Linked DNA regions of Ovis aries: region 1 is linked to region 2. The links are chromatin contacts, called in public Hi-C maps. All regions are on one chromosome and are shown on one strand. The core of a region is the stretch at or near the end of the contact, and the rest is flanking DNA. Distances in the headings are between cores, read along the strand shown.

Region 1 (7,273 bases), core at 2,781-5,280, 320 kb before region 2:
CCAGGTTTGGAAGTGAGCTGTGAGTTGCACAAATAAGCCATGTAACCTGCTAAGCACCACATCACCACATCTTCATCTGATAAAAAAGGAATATTACCAGTATGTGTCTCATGGTATTGTTCTAAGGATTAAATGAGACCATACACACAAAGTACTTTGTGCCTGGCACAAAAGACTCAAGAAATCTCAGCTGCTACTGATGTTATTGTTGTTATTGCCATTTGAAAATGGAGCCTCTCACCTTATGTTTCCTCCCGAGCCTGCCATAAAGGGTCCTCTGGTCTGAGTTTGACATAATGATGAAGAGGGCAAAATGCATCTCCTGAAAGGCCCAGCCTTGCTTCTGTACTGTTTCCTCACTGGGAAAGTGTCCGCCTATGTCTTGATTTTTTTTTTTTAATTCTGTATTTATTATCTTACTGACTCTACTTTCCAAAAAGGATTTGTGATGTCAATGTCCTTGTGTTCTCTTCCTGCTTCCTCAGGTTCTAAATGTTCCCAGGAATGGTCCAGACTACAAGAGCTGAGGACTCCACAGCATCTGAGTGAAGAGCTATCAGGGAGTGACAAGACACAGCAACTGTTCAACCTCAAGCAGAACCAGCTTGGGACAGGTGGGCAGAGTTGCATCTGGCTGCACAGAAAGGGAGGGCTGGGCTGGGTCTGGGCAGGACCAGAGAGGTTGTGACAAAATAATCACACTTGGGGCCCAAAGCCTGCAGTGGATCTGGTGGTCAAAAGTGATGCTCCAGGGAGAAGCCCCCCAAGGCACTCAGGAGGAAAGGCATGTAGGGATGGCCTGAGTACCTGCCAGCCAGAAGGAGAAAAGCTTTCAGGCAGAAGGTGGCACCAAAGAAGGAGAGGGTAAGGAGCCAATAGTCTCTTTCCCAGGGACCCAGTCTCAGTGGACTCTGAGAACCCCCACTGAGTCCCCAGGGCCCCGAACTCTCATGCTCTGAAAGCAAAGCATCGCACGCACTGGAAGCCTGCTCTGGCTTCTGCTCTGGTTCCCTTTCTCAGAGAAGGCTCTCCAGTCTCACCAGCCAGAAGCAGGGGTCACTGTGCCAGTAAGATCTCTTGGGGGCACTTGGCTGGGTTGGCTGCAAACTTCTCACAGCAGCCTCACAGGGTAGAGAGACAGCTAGCTAGCTCTCTGGCTTCTACCTACAAAGGAACGCCATTCTCATGACCTGACGCCCTCCGAAGGCTCCATCTCCAAACACCATCATATGGCAATTGGAGTTTCATCCTGAGAATTTTGGAGAGAACCCAAACATTTAGTCCACTGCGGACTGCTAGCCTCCAGAACCATAAGAAAATAAATATGTATTGCTTAAGCCACCCAGTCTGAGGTAATTTGTTATGGCAGCCCAAGCCATTCAGATGGGTCTCTATGGAAGGACCAGGCCCTGCCCTAGTTTAAGAAGCACTCTGGTCTTCCTATAGAAGCTACACAGTATGGAGCCTGCAGAAGCAGGCCCTAGCAAACACACACACACACACACACACACACACACACACACACACACACACACACACGTACACATAAGATGAAAGATTGAATCTATAACTGTGGAATACTGAGCATCAGCCAAACAAAGCAAAGGAAAATACCCTGAAAGTCACGGCTCAGTGGTAAAGAATCCACCTACAAATGCAGGAGACGTGGGTTCATTCCCTAGGTCAGGAAGATCCCCTGGAGTAGAAAATGGCAACTCACTCCAGTATTCTTGCCTGGAGAATCCCATGGACAGAGGAGCCTGGCGGGCTACAGTCTATGAAGTCATAAGGAGTCGGACACAACTTGGCAACTAAACAACAGGTCTTTGTAAGCCGTCCATAAGATCAGATCTCTTTCCAAAGAGGTTATTTAGGGACCCCACATAGCAGGGCATTAAAGCAATGTCTGGTGTAATGTGGGAACTCAGAAACATCACAATGGTCAGTCACACTGTCCCTAAATAATTAGCTTCCAAGCATCTGTCTAGGTCCTTACTTCCTGCTCACCTGCTTGCTGGATGACCTTTACTCAGCTGCTTCTGCTTCAAGATCAACAGCTTTATCTCCATGACCATGAGGCTTCCTGATTCCATTTATGCTTCACTTTAGAGATTTGGGAAATTAGAGCCACCATGAAACCAGATGTCTATCTTTTTAATTTTGCAGAAAAGTCCTTTAACAAAATTATTGCTTATACCCCATAAAGAAGTAATTTTCTAAATTACTTCCTCCCATCAACATTTTTTTTTTTACTATTTCCCCTGTCACCCAAAAAGCATGTATTAATATGTCTGTAAAAAGTGAATGAAGTCAGTTTAAAATAAAAACATTTTAGACTCTTTGGTCATGAAATAAAGGAGGTTTTGTCTGGTCCAACAGGTTCCCCAACATTGGGCCATAGGAAATGATCCTGTGATTAAACACCATGTGCTCAGAAGACTGGAAACATCCTCCCCACTCTGTCTGTGAGCAGTCATGGTGCTTTGGGTTTTCTTTTTCTCTTAATAATTTTACTTATTTGTTGATTGATTTTTGGCTGTGCAGGGTCTTTGTTGCTGTGCGGGTTTTTCTCTAGTTGCAGAGAGCGGGGCTTCCCATTGCAGTGGCTTCTGTTGCTGAGGAGCACAGGCTCTGGGGCACACAGGCTTCATAGTTGGGGTACATGGGCTCAGTAGTTGTGGCTTCCGGGCTGTAGAGCACGGGCTCAATGGCTGTGCCCCACGTGCTTCCTTGCTCTGCGGCATGTGGGATCTTCCTGGATACGGAACTTGCATTCGATATAGGGATCAAACCTGTGTCTCCTGCACTGGCAGGAGGATTCTTTTTACCATGAGCCACTCGGGAAGCCTGGTGCTTTGATTTTTAACCACTACTGAAAGTAAGTTTGTTTTCTGTTGAAATCCTCTGGATTGATTATTTCTATAATCCTGCATCATTGCAGGAATTTTGCATCATTGCTAAAGGGTTAGTTTGACAACTGGCTTGTGTGTTCCAGGTAGACACCGGTGCCAAAATAATTAGCCTACCATTACATGAACTTTAAAGAATGTCATTCGGGCCCTTGTAATGAGGGGGTCTGTTACTCTCGAGCACAGTTTGGGGTACACTTACCATGCAGTTAAACCACAAAATTGGGGGAGCTGGGGATCAGAATGACTTGTGCTGGCTTTAGGGTATATGAGAAGAGTTGACTCATTGGAAAAAACTCTGATGCTGGGAGGGATTGGGGGCAGGAGGAGAAGGGGACGACCGAGGATGAGATGGCTGGATGGCATCAAGGACTCGATGGATGTGACTCTGAGTGAACTCCGGGAGATGGTGATGGACAGGGAGGCCTGGCGTGCTGCAATTCATGGGGTCGCAAAGAGTTGGACACAACTGAGCGACTGAACTGAACTGAACTGAACCCCCTGTATCAGAAGCCTTGGAATCTGGCCTTCCCTGGCCACTCACTGATCCAACCAGATGACCTAGCTACAGAGTTTTTGGATAATTAATAAGTAAATAATAATTAAAATTAAAATAATCAAACAAATGTGGTTAGCTATTTTTCAACTTATGCTGAAAATCTTATTTTTGGAAATTTTCATTTAGCATTAAAAACACAAAAAGTAACTTCTTAAAGAAAATTTAGCTCTTTATGCAGTAATAGAAGGCCTAGAGAAAAATCTGACATTTTTGCTAATTAAAACTAAAACCTGTACCTCTGAACTATATGCTGGTCTATGTGGCATTTTGGACTGCACTTCTTGCCTTGAACCACCAGGGGTCACGATTGCACTCTTTGGCAGAGAACAGAGCAGGCTGTCAAGAGGGATTGTTTTCCAGACGTTTGAGCAAAGGGCCAAAACCAAGAACAAAGGCGCAAAAGGCCCCTTCTTAGCTCACAGAGCTGAGGACATCTGCAGCTGGAGCAGGACCTGCAGGCTTCCTGAGGGTTCCCAAAACCAAGCTGAGCTCCAAGAGCACCCCCCGCCCCGACTCAGATTAGAAAAGAAGAGGCAGGGAGTCTGTCAGCGTCCATGGAGAGAAACAAAGACTTCCTGTGGGGAGACAGGCTGTGCTGACCCTCCCCAGGGTCCACTGTAGGGGAGAACCCCCAAGAGACTCCCTTGCTAAGATGGGGTGTCTGCAAGAGAGAGAGGAGGGCAGTCCATACCATCGCCCATGTCTGCTTAGCCCCTGACCTGCTGATCCATCCCCAGCAGAAGGCAAGAGGTGAGGTCCAGAGCCTGGGCTGGGGAGGGGCGGCAGGAGAGCAGCCCACACCCCTCTGATGGCCATGGCAAGGGTGCCAGGGTTCCGCGAGGATGCGGTGGTCACCTCAGATGGTAGCTGAACTCATACTGCCTCCTCAATCCTCAGCCTAATGTGCACCAGCTGGGTGGGGGGAGGGTACGGGGTAGGCGGGCGTTGCGCAGAACCCAGCACAGGGGCCAGGGCTGGGCAGTCCTCGGAGGGTCTGAGGGGCGGGGTGAGGGTGCATAGCAGGAGTTGGCTCTCCCAGGCAGAGTGGGGAGCTCCAGAGGAGGGAGTCCTGCAGCAGCCATGCTCACCAGGACGACCCTGAACCCCAGCCCCAGGAAGACTGCACCAGAAAGGACAGCCTGGATGAGCCAGAGAAGAGTCTGCCCAGGGGCCTCGCCCTCCCTCTGTCACAGGGACTGGAGGGCTTGGCTGGAGATTGGGGGGGTGGGTGGGAGATGTGCGGCTTATAAAGGACAGACCATGCTCCTCCCTACACACACGCACAGCCATGAAAATCAACAGGGATGACCTCTGGGGGCTTAGGGAAGAGAACTTCAAGGGAGTTTGAACTTGAAATTTAAAAATGAGTGAAACTTAGTCAAATACGAAAATAAGATTGTGATAAAATTGAAGTGACTAGAAACTAATGGTCACCCTTGGGGCTGTGCAGTTATTAGCCTTTCACTGAGCTTGTTGGAGTGTGTCTGCTCTCTTTCCCAAAAACTGGGATTTGCAGTGAACCAGATCACCCAACACAGCTGGGAAAAACCACACACACACACACACACACACACACACACACACAAATCAAGAGTTCAATGAACTAGTACAACAAACCTTAAAAATAATAAGAAAACTCATAACTCTTTTTGATGGTGGTGATGGTGGTTTAGTTGCTAAGTCCTGTCCGGCTCTTGCAACCCCATGGACTGTAGTCCACCAGGCTCCTGTGTCCATGGGATTCTCCAGGCAAGAATACTGAAATGGGCTGCCATTTCCTCCTCCAAGGGATCTGCCTGACCCAGGAATCAAACCCCTATCTGCACTGCAAGGGGAGTCTTTACCGACTGAACCACCAGGAGAGCCCATCCTTTTTGATAAACAGATATGAAGTCAACTTTACGGCTGAAGATACACCCTAATTACAGACTATTTAGGCAGTCAGAGTGGGTGTGGAGAAAAGATGAAATGATGCCAACCCCCATAGGGCAGGTCAGATGGAGAATCACTGTCAACCTGAGTCCCTACCTACAAAGTGTGGGACTTGGATTAGGCGGTCTCTAGTGTCCTCTACCACTCTCTGATATTATAATCTGATATATACATCTTCACTAGAGCATAGTCTCTATTTGAAACATCCTTTTTAAAGGGACATATCAAACTGCACATACCAAAACTTCCAACTCTGTTAAGGAAGGCGAAGTGGACTACTGGGTGGGGAGGTTCCAAGGGTCTAGAGAAGGAAGGCAGCCAGCTTTCTATTCCAGACAGATGGCACACTCCCACCTGTAACTTGCCAATGGTGGGAGCTCCCGTGTTGCTTCACAGCCAATTGCTAGGAACTTGGAAAAACACAGTCATTTGCCAGTGTTGCCTGGCTTGTTAATGAACATGATGGCAGACTGGTTCTCATAAGTATCTGTCCAGAGTTGAAAGTCCATCAGGTTCACTCACATTGAACAGATTAGTGAGGACAGCGTCTCCCCAGAGAGGCTCCCTCTGCCTCAGTCTCATTCAGTCACTATGAGATCAGGAGCAGCCCCTTCCGTGGCCACTGCCCTGCTCTGGGTCATCTCGCTTCTTATGTTTGTCTCCATTTAGGTTCTGGCCTCCCCATGCCTGCCATGTCTCTCTCTTCCCCACTATCCCTAGTTCCATCCGAACTTAATAATATTCCTGTAGCACTATACAGTGGATAAAATGCTTTTGCCTGAGAGCACGTTGCCTAAACTCCACCTGAGTGCTATCTTAGGGGTCAACTCAGTTTTACCAACAAGGGTGCTGAGGGGGAAAGGGGAACCTTCCCAAGGTGGCAGTTAAAGTGTTAGTCACCCAGTCATGTCCGGCTCTTTGCAACCCCATGGACTGTAGCCTGCCAGACTCCTCTGTCCATGGGATTCTTCAGGCAAGAATACTGATGTGGGTTGCTATTCTCTTCTCCAGGGGATCTTCCCAACCCAGGAATCAGACCTGGGTCTCCCAAATTACCGGCGGATTCTTTACCATCTGAGCCACGAGGGAAGCCCCCAAGGTGGTAAGGCAATGTTAAAAATAAGACAACAAGTTCATTTTCTTATTGCACCAAACTTGGGTCTGCTAGTGCTCCGTGAAGGCAATCTACTGCCGCTAGGTTGTGGTGAAGAAAAGCACAGTGTTTATTACAAGGCACCCCATGGAGAGCCGAGCAAGGAGAACAGGCAGGGCAGCTAGTGGTCAAAAGACCTGAACTCCTCAGTGGCTTTCAGGGAAATGTGTTGAAGGGCAAGGTGAGGAGAGGGCTGCAGGGTGCCTGGTCCACTCCTGAACATTCTTCTGATTGGTTCATGATAAGGTAATTGGGAATCAATATTATCAACCTTGTGGTTCCAACTACCTGCGGTCTAAGTGCTTGTGGTCAGCATGCTGGTGACTTCTTCCACCCTAATGGAGGATTTAGTATCTGCAAAACAACTCAAGGCTGTGGCGCAGGGTATTATCTATAGCCTCTGCGTGCCTGTGTGCTCAGTAACTCAGCTGTGTCTGATTCTTTGTGACCCTGTGGACTGGAGCCCACCAGGCTCCTCTGTCCATGGGATTATCCACGCAAGAGCATTGGATTGGGTTGCTATTTCCTCCTCCAGGGGATCTTCCCAACCCAGGGATCAAACCCTAGAGCACTTGAGGAGGAACTAAAAGCCTATGACTTTGTTTCATGGCTAAACTGTTATTATTTTGTCTTGCTTGACTGTTTTCCTTTGTTTCAGCATTTTCTCACTTCTTTGATTAAATTTGTGTTTTTGGGGAAAGGTCTAGAAGACTAAAGCTC
Region 2 (6,897 bases), core at 3,600-6,099:
CTGCCTCCTGAGAAATCTGTATGCAGGTCAAGAAGCAACAGTTAGAACCAGACATGGAACAATGGACTGGTTCTAAATTGAGAAAGGAGTACGTCAAGGCTGTATATCGTCACCCTGCTTATTTAACTTATATGCAGAGTACATCATGCAAAATGACAGGTTGGATGAAACTCAAGTTAGAATCAAGATTGTCGGGAGAAATATCAATAACCTCAGATATGCAGATGACACCACCCTTATGACAGAAAGTGAAGAGGAACTGAGGAGCCTCTTGATGAAAGTGAAAGAGGAGAGTGAAAAAGTTGGCTTAAAATTCAACATTCAAACAATGCAGATCATGGCATCCAGTCCCATCATTTCATGGCAAATAGATGGGAAAACAATGGAAACAGTGACAGACTTTATTTTCTTGGGCTCCAAAATCACAGATGGTGACTGCAGCCATGAAATTAAAAGACGCTTACTCCTTGGAAGAAAAGCTATGACAAACCTAGACAGTATATTAAAAAGGAGAGACATTACTTTGCCAACAAAGGTCCGTCTTGTCAAAGCTATGGTTTTTGCAGTAGTCATGTATGGATGTGAGAGTTGAACCATAAAGAAAGCTGAGTGCCAAAGAACTGATGCTTTTGAACTGTGGTGTTGGAGAAGGCTCTTGAGAGTCCCTTGGACTGCAAGGAGATCAAACCAGTCAATCCTAAAGGAAATCAGTCCTGAATATTCACTGGAAGGCCTGATGCTGAAACTCCAATACTTTGGCTGCCTGATGCGAAGGACTGACTCACTGGAAAAGACCCTGATGCTGGGAAAGATTGAGGGCAGGAGGAGAAGGGGATGCCAGAGAATGAGATGGTTGGATGGCATCACTAACTGGATGGATATGAATCTGAGTGAGCTCCGGCAGTTGGTGATGAACAGGGAAGCCTTGGCATGCCGCAGTCCATGGAGTTACAAAGAGTTGGACACGACTGAGCTACTGAACTGAAACTGAGTGGCTTTAGTCGTATCCCACTCTTCGCGACCCCATGAACCATAGCCTGCCAGGCTTCTCCATCCATGGGATTTTCCTAGCAAGAATACTGGAGTGGGTTGCCATGCCCTCCTCCAGGAGGTCTTCCCAACCCAGATCTCCATCATTCAAGGTGGAGTTTTTATCACTGAGCCACCAGGGCAGCCCACCTAGTCCTCATTTTAAAGTGGTTCTTTTCTCCTGGGAATACTACTTAAGTATGCATATTCCAAAAGTCTATTATCTTGCAGAGGAAATGGTTCTTTTCTGTTTATAATGAATGGGGTTTTGTTTCTTTTTGTTTGCCTTGGTTTTGTAAGGAGAGTTACCAGCAGACCTGGAGAAGCTCCTCTAAAAGAAATCTGACCTTTCTAACTCAACACGTCCTGTCCCCTGTCTTTTCTCAGAAATGTTCAGACATTGTCTATAAAAATGATATCACTAGTGCTCCCTTGGCTTAAAATATACTAAGAATCCTCACAATTCTCCATTAAGTTAAATAAACTTCTGTCTTCACAGGCATTACTTTTCTGCAGAAGTAAATGTTCAGCAAGAGCAGAAGCATCATACTTTCCTGAATTACACAGACTTTGGCACAGAGATCCAAAATGATACTTTATACTATCAGAAATACTTAAGGCTACTCCTTTACTATAAATGAAGCAAACATAACTCTAATTGGTTTTAATCCTTTTAATCTTGAGAAGATTTGCTATCTCTAAATCCTCTCAAAAGAGTAATTCGTCAGTGTAAGAAGGAACCAACTCATATTTTAAGTATTCTGCTGCCCCCTTGTGTATCTCACGTTTAGAGAACAAGACAGCTCACGGAACACATACAAGCGTAATCCTCAGAAATACTTCAGTGGAATCTTGGAGCCTAGAACTGGAAAGAACCTAAAAATTTATGGAGAACGGCACACTCATTTCACAGGGGAGAAAACTGAGATCTGAAAGATTATATAACTTGGTCAAGATCAGATACGGTTAGTTAATAGCGGAGCAAACACTGCTGAATAGAACTTCAACCTCTCAGAGTGTTAATTGCTCTATTAAAATGGAGATGGAGCCTGGAAGAAAACAGTGGGGTTCTGGAGTTAAGCAGATATGAATTTGATTTTAGATCACCACTTTGCAACGGTCCACAAACCTCTTTCCCCATCCATAAAGTGGGATGAATAATAACTATGGCAAAGGTGTTAAAAGGATTCAGTAGGACTGTGTTTCTCAAGCCATCAGCATAACTACCAGCAATACGGTAATTCACTCAGTGGTAACACAACTATAAAAATACATAGAAAATTATTTTAAGTTGTTATAGCCTTTAGATGTCTAGACAAACGTATTCTAAAATAACAAATGAATAAAACCTGAACTTTTTCAAAACTGGCACAAAACTTGGAAAAAGAACACAATTTTTCTAACTCCTGTGTTTCCTTGATTATCATATTTTTTTTATTACAAGTAAATTTGTAACAGAAAACACCAACCACACTTTGTAACAGCAAACAAATTTGTAAATTTTTAACAGCAAACACTGTGTGAGAGATGAAGCTAGGAACAGGGTCCTTAGATGAGGCTCACAGGAAAACAAAACAGAACTCGGTGCCAAAGAGTTAAGTTACAATATTTTCATCTCCTTTGCTAAGAGGTCTTCACTGATACCATGCTGAGAGAGAGTCAGCCTTGGGTAGAGGCTAAAATATTAGCTATGACTTTGCTAATAACTGGTTATGCCAACTTGGGCTGGTCTTTTCCTCTCTTCCTCCCTTTCTTGACCTGTAAATGATGGCATCCAAGGCAATGGCACCCCACTCCAGTACTCTTGCCTGGCAAATCCCCTGGGTGGAGGAGCCTGTAGGCTGCAGTCCTTGGAGTCGCTAAGAGTCGGACACGACTGAGCGACTTCACTTTCACTTTTCACTTTGATGCATTGGAGAAGGAAATGGCAACCCACTCCAGTGTTCTTGCCTGGAGGATCCCAGGGACGGGGGAGCCTGGTGGGCTGCCGTCTATGGGGTCTCACAGAGTCAGACATGACTGAAGTGACTTAGCAGCTAACGAGCAAAGTTCCATAGCAAGGTGGTATAATGAACGTGAAAAAAACATGGCAAAGCATGCTTTGACAAAGTAGAGTTAAGTTTATCTTGAAGTTAATCTAAAGCAATAAAAAACATTATGTCTGCACTAACTTGAGGAAGAAAAACCAAACTGACAAAGTAGAAGGCAGGTTAGGTTAAGGATTCTGTTCAGCAGCACTCTACTCATGAAATCTGTCTTCTCGCTACAGTTCCACTAGCTCTTGATGGAGATCACTCCCAAAATCCCGCCAACACACGCGTCTCTTGAGTCAATTTCACCCAAAGGAATCCTGATATCAGGATTGACAGAGCTTACCCCTAACTGTCTATCGTAAGACAAATACAGCAGCAGGGTAATGGCAATTCTTCTTAGTTTGTCATGAAAATGACTAATGTTGACCATTCTGATTTATAGCTGCACTTGTCCACCCTGTTACATGAAAATGACTAATGTTGACCATTCTGATTTACAGCCGTACTCGTCCACCCTGTTACATGAAAATGACTAATGCTGACCATTCTGATTTACAGCTGCGCTCGTCCACCCTGTTACGGTTACATGCCATGACCTGTTCTGTTTTGTACGGTACCTGATGGAACGCACACACCAGGCTGATTGATGATCCACCAGTATTAACTGAATACTACCTGTGGGTCTAGCCCCTCAAATTACAAACATCAGAGAGGAAGGATTATGACCGGAGTTGATAGCATGGAAGAGGAGGAAAGGCCCTGACATAAACTAACTTTCAACGTAGAAAGTGATGATGCGGTTATGGTTGTTGAGGTGAGGCATGCCGATTCCAACTGTGGGCAAGGAGTCCTGCGGGGCTTCTTGGGTAATTTTTCATCAGCAAGTTAACTCAAGCTCTTGGTTCAACCCAATAATTATACCACATTTGCATCCGGAGTGCTGGAATAAAAGTGCTGTGAGAAACAAAAGATCCAACTACAGGAGCAGAAAAGGCAACTCACCATGAAACGGACTGTTGTCCACCAGAAAATGCCTGCGGTACTGCACACAGTTGCTTTTCTCCAAGTTCCAGTAGCTCATTGTCAGAAGATTGCTGGCACAGCATCCAAACTAAATTGCCCTGTCAAGGGAAACAGAAGGAGACAAAAAATGAAGAAAGCGGCAGCCACATGCCCACACTGGCCGCCTGATGCTTTCAATCCCCAGGGCTTTGGGGACAGTACACAGGGCTCCCGCCTCCTCCACACGGGGAGCTGGTACCCCCCAGCGCCCCAAGAAATTCCCCCAAAGTTTTCCCACCCAGCAGAAGGTCCTTTAACACACCATCGCTGGAGCTTTTTCTAATAGCGCCTTACAGGGCTCAAAGTTACCGCTGTCCTGGGGGAAAACCAATCCACCACCAGGGAACAAGTTTCAAGACTGGTTTCTGTGCTCCAGGCCTCGCCCACTTAGCCAGGACTCAAACCAGCCCGTGCTGGTCGCTTTTCAGGAAAGGTCAACTGCAGGAGGGAAGGTGATAACAGCAGGGTGACTGTCATTCCCAGTCCCCGACTTTTTAAGTCACCACCACTCTGGAGGACTACATTTATGATCCGTCCATGGAGATCTTAGAAATTGGAATGTGTCCATGTAGCCAGGGGTTAGGCAAACAGTAGCAAAGCTCGTCTCCCTCTTCTGGACTCACTATGGGTGCCACTTAAGACCACTAGGGCCTGCCTCTGACCAGACTGAGCTTACTTGTATAACCAGAGCCGAGTACACAAGCAGTGCATCTGGCTTCTCCAGAAGGTTTGCCCCTCCACAGACAGAGAAACACAGTGCTAACCAGAGCAAGGACTTGAAAGGCAGAGCTGATGAATTAAACGCCTCCAAAAGCTGTGTGCATAACAAGGTTCCCTTTGTTCCCAGCATTTGGTGAAAGCAACTTTTCAGAATTCCAACTCCTTTTCTGATCACAAAATAAAGCCAGGGAAAACCAAGCAAGGCTGGCATGAAGGAAAACCCACAGGTGGGTCACAATTTGTCATCTGTCCTATTAAAGCAATCTAGACTTTTGTAAAGGCAGTCAGTAAGTGCTGATGAAAATAAATGACCAGAGCTGTGCCTATTCATTAATGGAACCACAACTAGTAGAGGTTCCTAAAGCTCTTGCCAGAGCTTCTCCTTGGCTCCCTGATGTTCATTCTTCCTCCCTCCCCTAACCACAATCTCACTTACCTTTTCTCTGGCTCCAGGAAGAAGTGCCCACTCTGGCTTCCAGAGTCAGAGCAAATGATTTTCTTCTCCCAACTCCCCACTTCCTCTAACCTCACCCCCACCTGACTTCTGTAAAGACTAAGCGGGTCAAGAATCTGCCTGTAATGCAGGAGACGTGGGAGACAAGAGTTTGATTCCTGGGTTGGGAAGATCCCCTGGAGGAGAAAAATGGCAAACCACTCCAGTATTCTTGCCTGAAAAATCCCATGGACAGAGGAGCCTGGCCGGCTACAGTCCAAAGGGTCACAAAGAGCCGGGCACAACTAAGGGACTAAGCACATAGACACTTGGCTAAACCTGGCTGCTTCTCCCACTCCCTCAGGCTGAAGATGAGTCCCATCCCACCAAGATAAAATCACCCATGCAACCAACTGTAAAATAGGACAGAAAACAAACGATCATAGAGACAACCCTCCGTGCCCTCTCCCCACCCAATACGCCCTACTACAAAGATTTTTTTTAAGTATTCTAGCTATATAGTTAGCTATACTCACCAATTTTTTTTAAACTCAGTACTGAAATACATCAAAAATATTTTCATCCAAAAATCCCCACTTGCCTCATTTCATGTCCCTTTCCTGGAATGATAACTCTGGCTTGGTGTGCGTCTTTCCAGTCTTTTTATGCGTTTACTTATTTATACATATATTCATTTCGGGGCTTCCCTGGTGGCTCAAATGGTAAAGAATCCACCTGCTATGAGGGTGACCTGGGTTTGACCTGGAAGCTCCACTGGAGGAGGGCATGGCAACCCACTCCAGTATTCTTACCTAGAGAATCCCCATGGACAGAGAAGCCTGGCATAATACAGTTCATGGGATCACAAAGTTTTGGACATGACTGAGCAACTAAGCACAGCATATTCATTTCTATATATATCCATGCATTCAGTTTTGTATATATGTATATACTATGTTTTTAATAAGAATACCTTTTTTTTTACAAACTAGAAATACTTTTCAGTAATACCAGTAGTAACTATTTCCTACAAGTATATTCATGATTTATATTAGAAATATTTTAGGTTATCCAGAATTAAGGAGAGCTCTGTCTGTATTCATGCTAATTTTTCCTTACTAACTTGATCTTATGATTTGGGTTTTTATTCTTTATTTTTGTTTTATTCTTTTATTCTTTTTTATTTTTTATTTCAGTCTTCATTTTGCCCTCTCTGTTCATTTTTAATCCAAGAAAGATTAGTGGGATGGGAAGATGAAAAAAAAATAAGGCACATTTGTACATAGTTAAAACATACACACACTTACCTGACCTCATTTGGCCCTTCCTTTTAATCAGATGCAGGCAGAGATGAGGACCTTGCAGTGAGTGACTCACTTCTGCTGCTAGGGTGGTTGCGTAGCAGTGGGACTTAAAGTTGTATGTTTGGATGACATGCTCTGCTGGGTAGGTGTTTTTAAGAGGGGACTCAGTTTAAATGATTAAACAAGAACACAAAGATAAGTAATTGAACACTACGGTCACCAGGCTGTGTGTCCCCTATTTTGGTTAATTACTGGCATGTCTTACCTCCCCTGGCATCTGTTTGCTGCTGCAGAGCAGATAGTAAGCTGCCTCTGA

The links. Hi-C and Micro-C count contacts between places; a contact is called where the count stands out from the background.
Region 1: a contact with region 2 is called in a Hi-C map of hypothalamus, with 6 times the contacts expected there. The contact joins two enhancer-like sites. A contact is called at or near these places in 4 of 16 Hi-C or Micro-C datasets (hypothalamus, skin fibroblasts and tail adipose tissue).

Annotation. Positions count from the first base shown.
Region 1 is chr1:233,010,143-233,017,415 of ARS-UI_Ramb_v3.0, reverse strand. No RefSeq gene overlaps it. Among named protein-coding and RNA genes, the nearest start is that of TRNAW-CCA, 52 kb to the left of the region's middle. Within about 2 kb of position 4,030, at least 10 of the 54 cell types and tissues checked have an H3K27ac peak or open chromatin away from gene starts, as enhancers often do. A contact at or near this core is called in hypothalamus, where this site is marked.
Region 2 is chr1:232,689,258-232,696,154 of ARS-UI_Ramb_v3.0, reverse strand. PLCH1 (phospholipase C eta 1) reads right to left here. Exons shown (of 22, transcript XM_060394448.1): 2 at 4,065-4,183. The coding sequence starts at 4,143. Among named protein-coding and RNA genes, the nearest start is that of PLCH1, 35 kb to the right of the region's middle. Within about 2 kb of position 4,849, at least 12 of the 54 cell types and tissues checked have an H3K27ac peak or open chromatin away from gene starts, as enhancers often do. A contact at or near this core is called in hypothalamus, where this site is marked.